Linked DNA regions of Triticum aestivum: region 1 is linked to region 2. Evidence: chromatin contacts called from public Hi-C data. All regions are on one chromosome and are shown on one strand. Each heading gives the region's core, a stretch centred on a gene start, on an enhancer-like site or on the middle of the called end of the contact. The rest is flanking DNA. Distances are from core to core; before and after follow the strand shown.

What was found. Hi-C and Micro-C count contacts between places; a contact is called where the count stands out from the background.
Region 1: a Hi-C map of leaf shows a contact between it and region 2, with 6 times the contacts expected there. The contact joins the promoter of LOC123119782 here to the promoter of LOC123119780 in region 2. A contact is called at or near these places in 2 of 5 Hi-C or Micro-C datasets (both in leaf).

Annotation. Positions count from the first base shown.
Region 1 is chr5D:116,935,830-116,938,822 of IWGSC CS RefSeq v2.1, forward strand. LOC123119782 (trafficking protein particle complex II-specific subunit 130 homolog) reads left to right here and starts at 1,587. Exons shown (of 21, transcript XM_044539706.1): 1 at 1,587-1,835; 2 at 2,474-2,703; 3 at 2,829-2,993. The coding sequence starts at 1,772.
Region 2 is chr5D:116,719,646-116,722,585 of IWGSC CS RefSeq v2.1, forward strand. It overlaps LOC123119780, which reads left to right and starts at 1,282. Exons shown (of 7, transcript XM_044539704.1): 1 at 1,282-1,837. The coding sequence starts at 1,472.

The sequences.
Region 1 (2,993 bases), core at 337-2,836, 220 kb after region 2:
CTTGGGTTCTGCAGACTCAACGGTCATCTTTATTTTAACCCCCGGGCCAGTTCTCCTTCGAGTGCTGGTCCAGACCGAGCGATGTCCGGCGCCCCCTGGGCAACCAGGGTCTATGCCAACCCGACGTCTGGCTCATCCGGTGTGCCCTGAGAACGAGATATGTGCAGCTCCTATCGGGATTTGTCGGCACATCGGGCGGCTTTGCTGGTTTTGTTTTACCATTGTCGAAATGTCTTTAAATCGGGATTCCGAGACTGATCGGGTCTTCCTGGGAGAAGGAATATCCTTCGTTGACCGTGAGAGCTTATAATGGGCTAAGTTGGGACACCCCTGCAGGGTATTATCTTTCGAAAGCCGTGCCCGCGGTTATGTGGCAGGTGGGAATTTGTTAATATCCGGTTGTAGAGAATTTGACACTTGACCCTAATTAAAACGCACCAACCGCGTGTGTAGCCGTGATAGTCTCTTTTCGGCGGAGTCCGGGAAGTGAACACAGTTCTTGTGTTATGTTGACGTAAGTAGGAGCTCAGGATCACTTCTTGATCATTACTAGTTGACGACCGTTCCGTTGCTTCTCTTCTCGCTCTCACTTGCGTATGTTAGCCACCATACATGCTAGTGCTTGTTGCAGCTCCACCTCATTACCCCATCTTTTCCTATAAGCTTAAATAGTCGTGATCTCGTGGGTGTGAGATTGCTGAGTCCTCGTGACTCACAGATACTTCCAAAACAGTTGCAGGTGCCGAGGATACCAGTGCAGGTGATGCAACCGAGCTCAAGTGGGAGCTCGATGAAGCTCTTGTTCGTTTATATATTTGTTTTCCCGTTGATCAGTAGTGGAGCCCAGTTGGGACGACCGGGGATCTAGCATTTGGGGTTGTCTTCTTTGTATTTGGTTTTGACCATAGTCGGTCTACGTGTGTATCTTGAATGATGTATGAATTTATTACGTATTATGTGAAGTGGCGATTGTAAGCCAACTCTTTATCACATTCTTGTTCATTACATGGGATTATGTGAATATGACCCTTCTTGCGACAAAACCACAATGCGGTTATGCCTCTAAGTCGTGCCTCGACACGTGGGAGATATAGTCGCATCGTGGGTGTTACAGGAAGAGCGGCGGAACGAGAGAGAGGTGGATGGGCTCGGGCTGGCGGTGCGGAGAGGGAAGAGATGAATGTGGCTAGGGTTGGGGGACGCCGACCAGCTTAAATTTGGCCTCATGTGGCGAGTCAAGGCGGTGCCATTCACACCCCGTCGAAGGAGACGTCCATCGGACCGCCATGTTTCCGGGCGATTTTGTGGGGAATAATCGTCAGTCCGACGTGACGGACATGTCCGGCGCGCCTAGGTCTTCTTATATTCACCCTATATTTGAACTGAATATGAAGGATGCTGATCAGAGGCTTTCGGGTCGGTTTTTACCGATCGGGTGGTCAGTCCAGGTGTCCAAAGCGGGTTTGAGATGACCGGGTGTAGATGCTCTGACCGACCAAGTTTGACGAAGTTCGGCCACCGCAACGGCCTCTCCGCCCCGTTAAGCCACTTGCCCGCTTCGCACCCGACCCGACCCAACCCGTTTGAGCGCCTGCCGCCTTGTCGTCTCCACCAAACTCAACTCCCCCACCACTCCCCCTCCCCTCCGCATCTCGCCACTCCCCCGCCTCGTCCCTCTCTCCGGCGACCTCTCCGGCGGCGGAACGGTCGCCGCATGGAGCTGTAGGCCTAGCGCTGAAGCTATCTCCTTGCCCCTGCGCCGGCTGCGGCCATGGCCAACTATCTGGCGCAGTTCCAGACCATCAAGTCCTCCTCGGACCGCATCGTCATCGCCGGTATGCCACCTCCTCTCTTAACCCTACTCCTAACCCCTCGGATCACATACCTACCATCAACCGCGGTCTCCCGCGCGCTGCTGTGACTCGCAGCATAGCGCGATCTGCGCAGCCGGCCCGCGTGATCTCGGGGCCACGCGGGAGGGTTGCGCCCGATCGGGCGGCAATTGGAGATGAAATGGTGATATTTCTAGATAATATAGCTGAAATGGTGGTCTCGGGCTTGCTGTGACATCTTGTTGAGTGATATTCATGGTGGTGTGAGGGCTGGAGGGTTGTGTTTTGCTTCCTGCTGGTCGCATCTCAATTAGTGCCAAGTAAGGTTCGCTGTGCTTAAGCTAATGGGGAATGAGTGTTGTCTCCAATTTCCAATGTGGCCAAACAATCTGCATGGAAACCACATAACTCACCAGCATATTGGCACAAACCTGCTTCATATGAAGTTTTTCTCAAATTGCACGCACCTGTGTAGTGTTGGACTGGCAGATGCCCATTGGTATAGTCCGGAGGTATACAATGAAAGTTGACTAACGCAACTACTTTAGCTCCTCGCCACACATGCTGACAAAATGCGAGATCAAATTTGTGTATTTGTTGTATAAATTCCTTCTCATACAGCAAATAATCTTTTGTAACAGTTGAGGATGTGAGTGACTTGTGGCTCAACGTCAAAGATAGTTTTGAGCAACGCTTGCCAGTCAAGAAAGCCTGTCTCAATAACAAGGCGAGGAACCCCGTTTTAGTGGAAAACCTACCAGCTGAGTTTATACAGACAACTGATTCAAGGCTGCGTAGTCGATTTCCGCAAGAACAATACTTGTTTTGGTTTCGCGAACCATATGCTACTGTTGTTCTTGTTACTTGCGAGGTACTTCTCTCCACATTTTTAAATATCATGTTGCATGCTGCTCTTCCTGATTCTAGTTTTAGATAACATCACTTTTCAAATGGACCATGACCTTTTGCCATTCTTCATATATATGAAATGTACAGGATCTTGATGAGTTCAAGACCATTCTTAAGCCTCGCCTCAAATTAATTGTGCAAAATGATGAGAGAGAATGGTTCATTGTATTTGTGTCGAAGGCCCATCCTAGCAATGATCAAGCAACTAAGATGGCAAAGAAAGTATACGCTAGGCTTGAGGCCGATTTCAAC
Region 2 (2,940 bases), core at 32-2,531:
TAAAATGGTATTTTGAAATTAAAAAAAAACATTTTTACACGTTTTGGCTAAGGCTTGGGCTTGAAGTTTTTGGTCACACTTTTGCAAGCATGTCGGGCTAGGGTTTCAGGTCTAGTTCAATCACCCCAATGAAATGTTTATAAAAAGGTTATAAGAAGGATAAGTACTATATAAAAAAATCCTCCAAATATCCTTTCGAATCAAAGAAGCCCCTAGGATGATTAATATTGCGGGGTAAAAGTCCCTAGAACTTTGCTCTGTTTAAACATGGTGCAAAATGCTTCCACAGAAAAACAAGGTAAATTTACCTTCACAATGGTTCCAACAATTTTATTTTTCATTTCCAATTAAGATGGATTATCTATTCTATGCATATATGTTATGCACATCTTTCTTTTTGCAGGATAATCGATTGGTTTGGTATCGACATTATAAGAGTTTCTTAAGATTCGTATGACCATTTGACCGAAGAATGGATACACATAGGTACCCACACTTGCTCTTTTTATCTCTTTCGCTTCTCTGTCTTGTTTTTTTTGCAAACACCGTACACACAAAGATGTTCATAACACCCGTAGAAAACTACCGGAGGCCAATACCATTACCGAAATGGTTTCCAGGCTCCGTTGGATAATTTGACGATATCACAGTACCAAGCTAGAACGATTTCAATTTGTAGGATGGGACAGAAATCTCATCCTTTGATGCACACTAAGGAAATTTCCACAAGAGAATCGAGTCTATTCAGGAAGAATGTGTCACACCCATATACACTCGTCTATCCCTATAACACCCTCAAAAGATTAAGCTGATACTACCTTTGTACTGAAATATAAGACGTTTTTGCAATTATATTTAAACTACAAAAACATCTTATACTTTGATACCGAGGAAGTATATTAAGATTGACAAAGTCGCTAGATGCACCTTTTAATTCACTGAAAATATAGCGACGGATGGTCTGGAATAAATCCAAAAGGTATGCGAGCACACATAGCAAATCTAAGACTTGAATTCGGATGCACCGGTTCTACCATAAAAAAAAACTAACCAATGCTTAGTTCGCTTCTCTATCCAGTGTTGTTTAAGGAGTCTCCGCCCATTGCTTGAAGACATTCAGATGCGAGGCTTGGATTCAAGATTAAGCTTGGGGTCTAACTTGTGACCCAGTGTCCTAGACTTCATCAACAAGTAGTTGTTGGTGTTCTCGCAAGGGAATAAAAAAGTAGTCGTTGGTGCTTGGAGGAGAAGTATATATATAGGAGTAAAACTTGTCTCTCGTACGGCCCGAGCTGGAGCAAAAACCCCAGGGGCAAAAGCGACTTTGTATCCTCACCCTCCCTCCAATTTAGCCGTTCCCCCCGCGAACCGAAGCAGCGCCCTCCAGCCTCCAATCCCGGCGACTCCCCCTCCCTTCTGCAGAGACTGCAGCTCTCCTCTCTCGCGCGCGTCGGGAGCGCCCCGTGCTCCGATGGGGTCGCCGGGGATGGCGACGGCGGCGGGCACGGCGGTGCTGGTCTACCTGGTGCTGTCGGGGCGGCTCTGCCGGGACGCCGACGGGGCAGCTGGCGGCAGGGGCGCCATGGAGGACGAGATGATAACCTCCGCGGTTTCGGAGGCCGCGGCAGAGAGGGAGCGGAGGCAGGAGGAGGCGCGGGGGAGGCGGCGTGCGCGGCGCGCGAGGCGCGGGCGTCGGTGGCCGGAGCGGGCCCCGGACGGGTGGGGCGAGGCGGTGGCGGGGGCCGCTCGGACCGTGCGGTTCGCCTACGGGCAGACGCTCGGCAAGTGGTCCCTCGGGGAGCTCGCCTTCGGGATCAACTACTACATGCGGCAGCAGGTACTCCGCGCGTGCTGATCACCAGTGCTACCGTTAAGGCTCTCGTCACGCTGCGACGAGAATTGGTCCTTGCGCGAGATTTTATTTTTCTCTTCTTTATTTATTTGGTGCTGTGGTGATGCGTACGGGGGAGGGGATTGGTTGCTTCCGTTGGATTCTCGGTGGTCAAGATTGTCGCCGTCTCTTTGATCTTGTTTGGATTCACATTTCACATGGACAAGGAGAATATTATCTATCCCCTTTCAACTTTCGAGAAAACGGCTTTCTTATCTTGCTTGCTTGCTTGCAAGCAAAGGAAACGAAACGAAATATTCTCTTCCGTGAATTGATTACTTCCATACTTAGCAAGTTATTTCTCATTCGGTATGTTTTTTTTCTTACGATTTACAGCGTCGTTAGTTCCGAGGTTTATTTTGTATTTATATAGCTTACCACACGTGCCTGGATGGAAGAAAAGAGTAGCAGGAGGCAATCGCAAATGTTTCGTGATGTTTTATACTTATATGATTGTTGGGATTTGGTTTGTTGATCTCCTGGAAATCTTAAGATATATCGTAACATTTGTAGGAGGTTTTTAACTTCTGGAGAGCCTAGTTTAGAAGGTGAATGACCCAGTATTATGGGTTGTCATGCTTGTCTTGCTCAATAGTAAGATTAAGGAAAATTTAGTTGGTTGATGCTGGGAACATATGATGATTATCACTAAAACTAACATGTTAGCTGATCAAATGCAATGCCTATTTCTTTGTTGGATTGATGCTTTGCTAGTTGTGAAGCATGTAGGAAAGATATTTGTTGCTAGTAAGTGTGTGCATCTTTTGTTGCTGGTGTCAAGCATCTAGGGAAGGAACGGACCATGGAGAAACCGACGTGAGCCAGTTGGTTCAGGATTTGGAAAAACCTGTATAAACAGTCTAATTCGTTGAAGGTGATTAGGTTGCAAAAAGTCAAAGTGTTCTTCTCCTATGAATAATTAATGATTTGTTGTTTCTCCCCTATTTTAGGTTTTTTCCCTTTGATTTAAAGGAATTGCTAAAGTAATTAGTTGTTCAGCTTCACATTTGGATCTCCATATTTGGTAGTGCTTCTTCGATTTTCCTATT